Linked DNA regions of Zea mays: all the other regions are linked to region 2. A link is a contact called in public Hi-C data. All regions are on one chromosome and are shown on one strand. The core of a region is the stretch at or near the end of the contact, and the rest is flanking DNA. Distances in the headings are between cores, read along the strand shown.

What was found. A called contact is a pair of places that touch in the nucleus more often than the background predicts.
Region 1: a Hi-C map of endosperm shows a contact between it and region 2, with 2.2 times the contacts expected there. The contact joins the promoter of LOC100283604 here to the promoter of LOC100279796 in region 2. A contact is called at or near these places in 3 of 25 Hi-C or Micro-C datasets (ear, endosperm and tassel).
Region 3: a contact with region 2 is called in a Hi-C map of ear, with 2.3 times the contacts expected there. The contact joins the promoter of LOC100502035 here to the promoter of LOC100279796 in region 2. A contact is called at or near these places in 8 of 25 Hi-C or Micro-C datasets (bundle sheath, ear, endosperm and 2 more) and 1 of 3 datasets of contacts at active chromatin or transcription factors (leaf).

Annotation. Positions count from the first base shown.
Region 1 is chr2:166,521,220-166,525,171 of Zm-B73-REFERENCE-NAM-5.0, reverse strand. LOC100283604 (serine/threonine-protein kinase 16) reads left to right here and starts at 2,476. Exons shown (of 6, transcript NM_001156505.3): 1 at 2,476-2,950. The coding sequence starts at 2,701.
Region 2 is chr2:166,661,768-166,665,573 of Zm-B73-REFERENCE-NAM-5.0, reverse strand. LOC100279796 (putative ARM repeat-containing protein containing family protein) reads left to right here and starts at 1,607. Exons shown (of 2, transcript NM_001152754.1): 1 at 1,607-3,377. The coding sequence starts at 1,623. The coding sequence ends at 3,359.
Region 3 is chr2:166,899,218-166,903,295 of Zm-B73-REFERENCE-NAM-5.0, reverse strand. It overlaps LOC100502035, which reads right to left and starts at 2,619. Exons shown (of 9, transcript NM_001350118.1): 1 at 2,207-2,619; 2 at 1,120-1,238; 3 at 296-952; 4 at 150-227; 5 at 1-61. The coding sequence starts at 2,471.

The DNA.
Region 1 (3,952 bases), core at 1,227-3,726, 140 kb after region 2:
AGTACAACTTCATCTTCTGTCATCCCCTTAGCATCACCTTTCATCATGAGTAGGCGTATGCCTAGTACAGTGTGTTGCCTCATCCCCTCCGACGTATGGGTCACTATAGAGACCCCGATGCTAGGGTTTCTACGGCTGGGGTTGTCCGGTCCCACTGGTTAGCGGGGATACGCATCCGACGTCGTGCTTTATAGAGACCCTTCGGTACCGCTTCCATGGTCTGGACATGGCTTGGTGATGTCCTATCGTGCCGACGTGGCTTGATGGTACTAGGTTGGCTCTTCCTGAGAGCCTGCTATCGTCTGGCTGAGTTGCTTGGCGGGCAGGTTAGTCGGCAGTCCCACCTCGCTGGGTTACTCGGCGGGCCGGTTGCTCGATAGCCCCGCCTCGCTGTGTTGCTCGGCGGGTAGGTTGGTCGCCAGTCCGCCTCGCTGGGTTTCTCGGTGGGCAGGTTGCTCGGCAACCTTGTCTCGCTGGGTTACTTGGCGGGTATTTGTTCGGTGGGCGGGCTGGTCGGCTTGGCAGGCCGTCCCTGAGAGGACTTTTGGACCTTCACGTCGAGCTGCTTGTTAGGTGGGCCGACCGATTTGTGGGTCGTCTTTTGGAAGCCTTTGAACCTTCTTTGGGTACACTGTTCCACGTACCCGACGATATTGTTGTATATGTGTACACATATGTTTTGTATTTGGTTGTCTTTTTAAATCATGTGTAAGACATTATATTTTTTACAATATCAAAAAATATTTTTTACAAACGTTTGTAGCACTCAACCAAATCAATAGTTTTATAGGATATAGTTTTTTATTTAAAACTATTGACATACTAGACAATATATAAAGTTTCAACATTATATTAGTTGTACAATGTTTTTTAACTTATATCATGTTTGATTATTTACCTTATTTAGTTTTTATGATAATAAATAAATAAATTATAACAAAATAGATAATACTACCTCCATTTTCTAATATTTGGCGTTCGTTACTTTATTTTCTATACTATATTAAAGCATCAGTTTCAACGGCCGTTTCACGTCATCTTTTTATAAAAACTCCTTATATTTCTTTAAAATCAACCCGCGTCTCAGATCATATCTCATCCCTATCCTATTTGTTCGCACAACAACGTTCTCGTAGTTATCGCTCTAGCAACAAACCCCGCCCATTTTGTAATAACCTCCGCTCGCTTCTTCCGCCATTGCACATTAAATTTTAAGTGAAACCAACTATATAATTGGAGATGAGTACAAGGATCTGTAAAAGCGGAAAATATTTTTATTGTTTGTTATGATATTCTAAAGGCAAGAGCAAGTACGTATTTCAATAAGCATGTTAAGCATTAGATGATAAACTTAGGCTCTGTTTCAATCTCACGTGATAAACTTTAGCTTCCTGCTAAACTTTTGTCATATGAATTGAAGTGCTAAAGTTTAGCTCTTTAGGGTGTTTGGACTACTCTAATAAAGTTTAGCATATTGGAATAAAATGACACCCATGCCTCTAATGCGGAGAAAGAGAATGAGGTTAGAGGGTATGGTCGGAAAATGGGGTTCCCTAGCCCACGTTTAGCTACTTTTAGCGCCCTTTAGCAGCTTATGGGATAATAGGTGCTAAATTTTATCCCACTACAATTCGCTCTCATGTTTAGGCCCTGTTTCAATCTCATTGGATAAATTTTAGCTTCCTGCTAAACTTTAGCCATATAAATTGAAGTGCTAAAGTTTAGCTCCTTGGGGTGTTTAGACTACTCTAATAAAGTTTAGCACATTAGAATAAAAAGACACCTATGCCCCTAATGAGGAGAGAGGGAATAAGGTTGGAGGGTATGGGTGGAAAATAGGGTTCACTGGCCCACGTTTAGCTACTTTTAGCACCCCTTGAGCAGCTTATAAGATAATAGGTGCTAAATTTTATCACACACCATTAGCTCTCCTCTTTAGGTCACTAAATGGCTAAAAGTAGATAAAAAAAGCTGCTAAAGTTTATCTAATGGGATTGAAACAGGGCCTTAGATCACCAAATAGCTAAAAGCAGCTAAAGTTTATCTCTTGAGATTGAAACAAAGCCTTATTGTATTTACTATTTCAGGAATGATCTTGTTGACGTACTTGTGCTTTTCTATGTCTTACCAGTTCAATATCTGGTATATGAACAATATGTTTACTTTGACATTGAATTCATTTATTATGGTATTTTTATGTGGAGTGTCCATTAAAACTCTTAAGTGTCGCTTAGTCACCCAATTAATATCATCAACTATGGTTGGGTACCGTCACAATGCACGAGGATTAGACTAGTTTGAACTAAAACGCGACAAATAAAAAAGAACGGAAAGAACGGAGAGAACGTTATATCAATTTTTTACTTGTACTAAATAGTCAAATAAGATGTCTAAAAAATTAAATTGCAGTATATTTTAGGAAAAAAAATAGAGCTCATCGCCTCTTAAAAATCCTTTTAACCATCGAAGGTTAGTGACTTATTTCGAGAGAGGAGTACGTTTTAAGCCGGTGCTCCATGTGTCCCGTCCCGTGTCCCGTCCCGTCTACGTTTTAAGCTGCGAGCGAGATCTGCTTTCACAGCGTGGCTGACCAGCAGATCCGTCGTTGCCGGAACCCACGCTCGCCGGCTGCGAATGCATCTGTAGCCTGCTCTTCGTCCACACGGACAATTGGACGAGCTAGACTCTGCGTCGCCGGCGATGGGGTGCTCCTTCTCAGGGCTGAACGCACTGTACGACACCGTCGGCGGTCGGGGTGGTGACGTCTGGGTTAACGACTACCACTTCCGCGTGCTCCGCAGGCTCGGCGATGCCGGCCCTGCGGGCTCGTCGGTCTTCCTCGTCAAGGAGGTCGTCGCCGCCGCAACCGCCTCCGACGGCACGGCTGGGTCAGAGCCCGGCGCCTCAGGGATCGCCGGGAAGAAAGGCATCGACCCATCACACATCTCAGGTGTCTCTCTCATACATAAATAAAGGTATCGAGATCCGACTGTTGTTCCTTGCGGCGACGTGCGAATGGGTTTGGATCTGGGGTCTATCCGGCCTGCTGGACAGTGGAATGACATTTGTTCACGGTTGGATGGATTATTTCACAATTCATGGTGAAGATCATTTTAGGCCTCCTTGTTCGGTGTGCCGTTCTTGTTCCGTGTGAGAATTAAGATCATGATCCTTTTTTCTCTTCAAATTGCATGCTTCGTTTCCTTAGCTGCTTGATGTAAACAATATTAGTTTCTGTAAATGCACTTTTGAATTTCGTTCTTACCATATTTTAGAGTCACAAATAAATGTCAGACTTGATTCTGAGAGATTTCTGTATCTTTATTCTCTGCAAAATTTGTTTGACATATTTAGTTTTGCATTTTTTGATGAGATAGGTGGTCTTAATAGCACTTCTTCTCGGTTCGACTCATCGTGAGAGCGAATTTCAGGTTGTGGCCCATCCGTCCTACGCCAAAGCACAGGTCTAAGACCTGGCGTCGGTTGCGGTCCTTTCTCACATGGGTTGTCGCTGTCGTTTCTCGCATGGGCTACGGTGACACTGTATGGGTGGGACAGGGTTCGGAGGTTTCTTGACCCACATGAGAAAATCTTCTTAATATAATGCCCGGGGGCTGTCTTACTCTGCAGGATGAGTTTTTTTCGTTAGTCCCTATTGGTCGAATTCTAGTGTCCTATGTTGCAAACTTTATTATATATATACCATAACTACAATATATCAATATTGAGCGGACATCACTCTAAGCCCCACGTTGGTGTCAACACTAAGGGCATGTTTAGTTCGTGGCTAAATGTGCCACACTTTGCTTAAAGTTAGTCGTTCGAATTAAATAACTAACCTTAGATAGAAAAGTTAGGCAAAGTATGACAAGTTAGCCTGTGAACCAAACATGCCCTAAATTCTGCAGTCTCTTAAGGCAATCACCATGTTGCCTACAATATAAGATAAAAA
Region 2 (3,806 bases), core at 358-2,857:
TCTAGAAACATACCTCATGTCTTGACTTGCACTTTTCTCTTCATTTAGCACATAAGAACTTAATTAAATGTGTTGGACACTTAATCACCAAAACATAATAGAAATTGCCCAAGGGCACTTTTCCCTTTCAACACCATCCCAGATCCACTTTTGCATCAGCGGCCACCATGGTGGCACTTGGTTTAGCGGCGAGGGAATCCCTGCTCGACATCGGCCGCCGGTACAAGATAGGAGAGGGACGAGGGCCCGAGATTTATAGCCGCGGGGTGAGCTAGCAAGGCGGGCAGATATGACGCAACACCCTCAGTAGTTGGATGTATTTTGGATGGAGTTTGTTTCTCGGATGCGAGTATCACGGGGAGGGAGATGAGATACGGGAGATTCAAATGATCCTAACGGACCGACCTAGAAGAAACAACTGACAAATGGGCCCCACATGACAGTGACCCAATCGTAGAGGCGTTGAAGGAGAGGTATGGCTGTCCCACCTGGGCCCACATGTCGGCACCCTCCACCGGTGTAGGCTGTGCAGTCGACAGGGGAATGGGACGACTATTTGGCCTAATCCACGAGAGATAGTAGAGGAGTCGGTCCGCGCGAGGACAAAGGAGGTTGGGCTGGCTAGGTGAAAGAAAGAATGAAGGTATGGGCTGGGAGCATGTGATTCGACCTAGGTTTTGGTTTTCTTTCCCCCTTTTAGGTTTCTGTTTCTCTATTTTCCAAATTCACTTGTAAATATATTTTGGATTTTCAAACTCAAATTAGATGCACAATAAAAAAACTTAGCATGTGATGCAGTATCCATATTATTTATTTATTATCCTACATAAGCAAATGCTTTTGGATATATAGCTCACACATCATTATTTTAAGAAAAATAGTTTCTATTGTATGATATCTATTAAAAGATGTTGTAACATTTATCCTTATATAATACTTATAAACTTCAACAAAGGATAATTTATATAAGAATCCTTTTATGGAATCTTCATTATAAAATATTTATTTTAGGAGATGTGACTTTAAAAGCTATGAGAATTCTTAAAAAATATTCTTATTCAAGATCTTTAGAGAATTTTACTGTATTCTCAAAATAAGATTTAGGGTGTTACACCTCTCACCTCGGATCCAGAGGTCCACGGTAGCGCCCTCTAAACTCGATTTTCGTGCTTGTTAGAATTTAGTAGTGGAAAAAAATGGTAATGAATGATGAATAGAGTTGAAAAATAATATTTTATAGTCGAGTAAGGTATATGAAAGAATATAGAGAGAAACACTGTGAAAGATGAAAAAAATAGAGGGTGAAATCTAACTGAAGTGACATAAAAGTGTGGAATATAGAGAGAGAGAAAATATCTGCATATAGCCAATGCTATAGTTGTTCTAGAAGCCATGGAGGCCTGCCCCGTTGCGGGCCCCATAAAGCTGAGCAGTTATGTCACTGCCGTACAAAGCCATCGTCCGGCATGCCAGCTCTCGCCCCGCTTTACAGCTTTCCTTCCTGCGGAAGTAAATCGTGTCCGTCCGTTGCTGCAGACCCACCCCGCGCTCCATGTGATGTGTAGTGTTTTCTCCCTCTGCTTTCCCCACTCGTCCGCTCCTGCTTCCCGCCGCCATCGCCCATGACGCCGGCGGCACCGGCATCCGCCGCGGACGCGCTTGCGCAGATCCTGCAGGACCTCCTGCCTTCGGTTCTGCTGGCCGCGGCGTCGGTCAGGGCGCTCCACTCGCGGTGGCGCGCGCTCCAGGCCTCCCTCCTCGCGTTGCAGTCCTCGCTCGTCTCCGCGCCCGCCTCCGCCCCGTCCCACCCGCTCTTCGCCGACCTGGTGGCCGCGCTTCTCCCAGCCCTCCGTTCCCTCCACGCGCTCTCTGTCCGGTGCCAGGACCCTGGGCTCCCCGGGGGGCGGCTGCGGCTACAGAGCGACCTTGACATGGTGGCCTCCTCGCTCTCGCTCCTCCTGCACGACCTCTCGCTGCTCCTTCGCTCGGGGCTGCTCTCCGTCGACTCCGAGCTGTCCATTCCCACTGACATCGTACTGCAGGTGCCTGCGTCGGCGGCTCCGCACGCAGACAAGTCCCTCTTCGTCCGTGACGCCTTTGCCCGCCTCCAGATCGGGTCGCTGGACCTGAAGCTAAAGGCGCTAGTGTCGCTGCTCGACCTGCTGGGTGACGACCCTACTGCGGAGGCCGCGCAGATCGTCGCCACCGAAGGGGACGTTGCGGCGCTGCTCCGTTTGCTTGACGCGTCGTCCCACTCGGCGCTGCGGGACCGTGCGGTCACGGCCGTGGCCCACCTTGCGACCGCCTGCGCTGCGTCCCGGAGGGTGGTCTTCGACGAAGGCGGACTCGGCCCACTTCTGCGCGTGCTCGACTCAGGCTCACCGCCCGCCACGCGTGAGCGGTCTGCTGCGGCCATTGTGGCCATCACTGGTGATGCCGGCAGCGCGTGGGCTCTATCGGCTTATGGTGGATTGCCCATCTTGATTAATGCTTGCCGTCCTGGGTCTGGATCCCCCGCATTGCAGGCATTTGCCGTGGCGGCAATTAAGAATGTTTCTTCAGTCGATGATGTGCGCTCCACTCTGGTGGAGGAGAGTGGTTTGCCTGTTCTTGTTGACCTGCTTGCCAGTGGCACTGCTGAGACGCAGAAGAGTGCTGCTCTCTGCCTCTGGGCACTTGCTTCGATGGGAGACCATAAGACACAGAACCAGATTGTGCAAGCAGGTGCATTGTCGCCACTCCTACAAGCACTGCATATCGCCTCTGATCAGGACCTCCATGATTCTGTACTGCGTGCTATACACGCACTTACATCAGCCCCTGCTGCCACCAGAATCCTTTGTTCATCGCCACTGTTCTTTGCACGACTTACAGACCTCATATGCAGCTCTGGTAGCTTCCTGTTGCAACAAATGGCTGCTGATATGATTGCTGATCTTGCACCTACTGTGAGCGATGACACAAAGAGGTGCATGGCACCATGCATTGGTACACTGATTAAGCTGATGGAGGTGGCTAAGCCAGCAACAATACAGGAGTCAGCTGGTCGTGCACTGCTTGCTCTGTTTACCTTGAAGTCTAATAGGAAGGGTTTTGTCAGGGATGAGAAGAGTTTAACAATATTTGTGCGGATGCTTGATCCCCGGTTTCAGGAGACTGATAAGAAGTATCCACTCTCGATCTTTCTAGTTCTTGCCATGGGTGGCGGGAACGGGACACGACGACGACTTGTTGATGCTGGTTCTTGTCAGCATCTACAGAAGCTGGCTGATGCTGATGTGCCTGGTGCAAAGAAGGCTTTGCAGAGGATATCTAACAATCGTCTTAAAAGTTTGTTTTCCATAGGATGGCAAAACTAGTCCATATGCTGCACTGGGGTAATGATTGATCTTGTCTTGACCTCTCTTTTTTTTTTCTAATGTGTTGTCTTGGCCTAATAATTTAGAAGATGAATGTTTCTAGGGAAATTTGGATCCATACCATTAAAAGATCACCACTTTGGATCCATACCATTACTATCTCACTTACATGTGGGTCCACATGAGTCAATGACATGTGGGGTCCATGGTATATATCTAAAGTTTGGATCTTTTAATGGTATAGATCCAATTGTTCCATGTTTCTACCATCGTTGCTTGCAATTAGAAACATTGGCGTTTACAAGATAGAGTTGCCCTGTTATAATCAGTGCATTTTCCAAATGCCTCATGATTTTTGAAGCTGGTTGTGGTGGTGCATCACAGAAAGATTGGTCCAATTCTTGCAATGTGGGCCTTTTAGCTATTTTTCATTCTTTACTGTTGACA
Region 3 (4,078 bases), core at 1,370-3,869, 240 kb before region 2:
GCTGCGCAAGAGCTACATAAAGGGGCTTGCTTCCAACCATTTTGCCATTCATCTCCGTAAGCTACATGGGAGAAATCAAGATAAGAAAGTTATTTTATGTGTTTGCCAAATCAAATCAGTATTACTAAACACATGACAAAACAGCATACAGCTCGGTTAGCATCTTCAGCAGATTTGAAAGCAACAAATCCAGAACCTCTGCTGACACCATTCGAATCCCGCATAACCTACAAAACAATTCCTGTCAGAGACCAATATGAAACATCTTGTGAGTAACTTAACAAAATAAACAGACCTTGCAGGAAGTAATATTGCCATACTCAGCAAAGAGTTCACGCAATTTCTCATCATCAATGTTCTCCTCTAAGTTCTTCAAATACAAGTTTGTGTTTTGGAACTTCTCAGCTACCTCTTGAACATTCTTTTCAAATTTCTCCTTCAACTCCATCTCTCTTTCAGACTTCTTCTGTGCTCTTCCAACATACAGTTCCTTATCATTGAATATCTTGCCATTCAACTCTTGAACAGCCTGAGCAGCAGCATCTGCATTTTCAAAATTGACAAATCCAAAACACCTGGATTTTCCATCGCTATCCCGCATAACAACAGCACTAGTTATGGTTCCATATTTTCCAAACATCTCCTTCAACTCATCATCAGTAACAGTATCTGACAGATTCTTCACATATACATTACTAAATTTGATATTACTCGAGACATTTTCCCTGTCCTGCTTGCGAACAAAAGGTCCAACAAACACTTTCTTGTCATTGATAAGCATCCCATTGAGTTTATCAATAGCAGACTGTGCAGATTCATCCTTCTCAAACTGAACAAAACCATAGCCCCTTGATTCTCCTGAAGGGTCTGTTGCAATTTTACATGAAAGTATATTCCCAAATGCACAGAATGTGTCATATAAAGCTTTGTTGTCTATTGACTTATCAAGATTCTGCAAAATTAGAACAAAGGGGATCAGGTACCATAACTGGAAAGTCAATGTGGCGTATAAAAATTCAGAAGTCAGCTTATGCAACCTTCTAGTCCCAAGGAAGTTGACGCAATCTACAGATGACCTCGCAAGAAGTTAAGCAAAGAGGATGAAATCAAGGAACACACCTTAATAAATATATTTCCTGTGCCGCTTTTGCGCGAGCTAGGGTCACGGTTAGAATACATGATCCTGATAGGCTTTCCATTGATAGGAGTGAAGTTAAGCAGTTCAAGTGCTCGTGCAGCTGCAATAAATCTCAGATCAATATAAGACTATAAAGAATAAAGAGTGTGAGGGGCTCCAAACTGAAATATCATATGCAGAAACACAATTGCGGCCAAAAAGGAAACTATAATCTTTTACCGCATGAATTTTAAAGACCTCTTCGGCATAACAAAATAGCTTGGAACGAGGACAATAATAAAAGTTTAAAAATATATCAGGGGTAATTAAATAGATGTTTTTTGGCATTCATAACATAATCTGAGGTTGCAACAAATCTATGTGTATATATAGAATTATAGGTACATGCATACATATATAATTAATAGATTTATATATTACATATTATCGAATGAAGCAACAACAACAAATATCACGCATAAACAATTGGAAAAAATTGTTTCTTATAGATTAATATATGATTTTTTTCTGAAGTCACCAATATCCATCAACCAGCACAACCCAACTTAACCAATGAGAAAATTTAGCTAACAATCACTTCCAACATCTCCACTGATCAAACAGCACATTAAACCACATGAATTCAACAGAATGAAACGAATCCCAATAACTTCACATGTACAGCACAGGAAACAATTGCACATGACAAAACTCAGCTACTCTGAAGAATAGGCACCTATTCAAGTTATTCCACAGGGCACAGGATCTATCCAGCAAGGTAATTTTCGGTTGTGTGGCACTCAAGCTAATTATTTTAATATAAGTTTAAAGCTAACCGTATGAAGCCACTAAAATTCACGAGACAACTTTTAGCAATCGCAACCAACACATCAAACGAAGCTACAATCCTAATCGCATCAAAACGCCATCGAACCCTTGTTGTGTGACAACATCACCGAGACAGCCGATCGATGAACCGGCATTTAAACACTAACAACCGCCAAATCCGACGGCTTCTCGCAAGGGGTCGACAGCGTCCGCAGCACCGAAACCCTAACCGACAGATCGAGAATACTGCAGAGTTCTCACCGTCGCCCTGGTTGTTGTAGTTGACGTAGGCGTACCCGAGCGACTTGCGGGAGTTGATGTCCCTGCAGACGCGCACGGAGACGACGCCGCCGACTTGGCTGAAAACGTCGAAGAGCTGCGCGTCCTGCACGCTCTCGTGCAGATCACCCACGTAGAGCGAAGTCGCCGGGAACGCGGCCGCCGCCGCGGCTGCTGCAGCTAAGGCAGCCGGAGAGCCGCCGGACTCGGACGCGGATCCAGCCGCCGCTTGCCCTTGCGTCGCCATCTCCAATCAAGTGGTGATTTTTGGGATTTTTTTCTGGATTTTGCGGATTTTTTTGGGTAGTTTTTGATTTAGGGTTTGATAAGGGTTGGGGCTCTCCCGAAGCAGGGCTCCCAACGGCGGCGTCGTGAGGAAAGAGAAAGAGCGCGGTGGCGGCGCGGGGTGGGAGGCTCCGTATTTGTACCGTCTGGGGCAAAACCCTCGTCATCGAAAGCCATCCGATCGAACACGGACCTTAATGGACGGAGGCGATCGGGACGCGTGAGAAAGCCTCCGGTGTCCGAGCCGGACGTTGCGCGGCACGGGCTAGGAGGCCTAGGGACGCCTTTGTAGGCGCTTTCAACCGAACCATGCAGAAGTTTAGCCTTGCGGTCCGTGTAAAAGGTCAATTTCCTGCATCAATCTCCTCGACTTCAATTAAAAAAATACACCGGTAATTTTTAATTTTTTATCCCTAAAATATATACTCTTTTAATATTGGTTGTAAATCTCTATATCTGTCTATATCTTTATAAAACATCAGTTATCACAGTTTTTCAATAATTATACATAAAAATCCTTCTACTTCTATCGTCCAAATCTCTTCTCTACTATATTAATAGTCGTGCTCATCCGCCACCGCCTACAAGACTCCGCGTCACCCGCTAGCCGTTGGCCAGTACCCACCCCTCTCCCTACTATTATAAAGTACAAGTTGTCATGGTTTTCACTCACGTCACTTTTATATAAAGTTCTTCTGCTTCTATCTAACCAACATGTCGTCCAAATCTCTTCTCTACTAAATTAATGGACACCCTCACCCCCCACTGCTCCAAGAGAAAAAAAACTACTGAGCTCCAAGGACTATGGCACTTGCCGAAACAAAACATCAAGGGTTCCAAATTGAAACTGCTCTTTGGTCTATGATCACTCTTTAAAAAATCTTTGAAAGGTGGATCAGTTTGAGCGTCTACTAGCACGTGCATTTATTGTTGCACACATAGCACAACATCACTTAGAGCATCTTTACACTCTGACTGGTATAATTCTAAAGCTCCTACATTTTCTACTCTCTCTTTTGCATCTCTGCATTTTCTCAGGGGATCTCTTGTCGAGGGGGAATTTTTGTTTCTACCCTTGGATGTGTTTGATGAGTTCATTTGTCAATAAAGGGGAGAGCCTTTGACTTTCTTGGGCTCCTAACAAGGGGGAGAAATTTCTGGATTTTTGGGGATTCTGAATTTTTGGAACTCCTTTCTTGGGGAATAGACTTTGAGATTCTTGTGCTCTTTTCAAGGGAAATCAGCTAGGGGGAGAAATTTGAGCCTTTTGGAGCTTTCGCTAGCTGTGTTAAGTCGTTTGCCTCTTTCTGGATAAACTAGCTTTGATTTCAGCACTCGTGCTGATTTAGTGATCTGATTTGGTTTTGACGTCTGGCTAGTGGTGTTGAGCCCTTCTTTTGCCTCTTTGACTAACCAGAGTACGAGCTATGTGTTGTACAACCATGTCTGTCGGCTTATGGTGTGTAGGTGCGGAGCACAGGGACGGTGGTCGGCGACAAAGGTGAAGGTCATGCGGGTTTGTGCCGATGGACCAGGTGCGACGAAGAATGAGCGTTGGGACTTGACCAA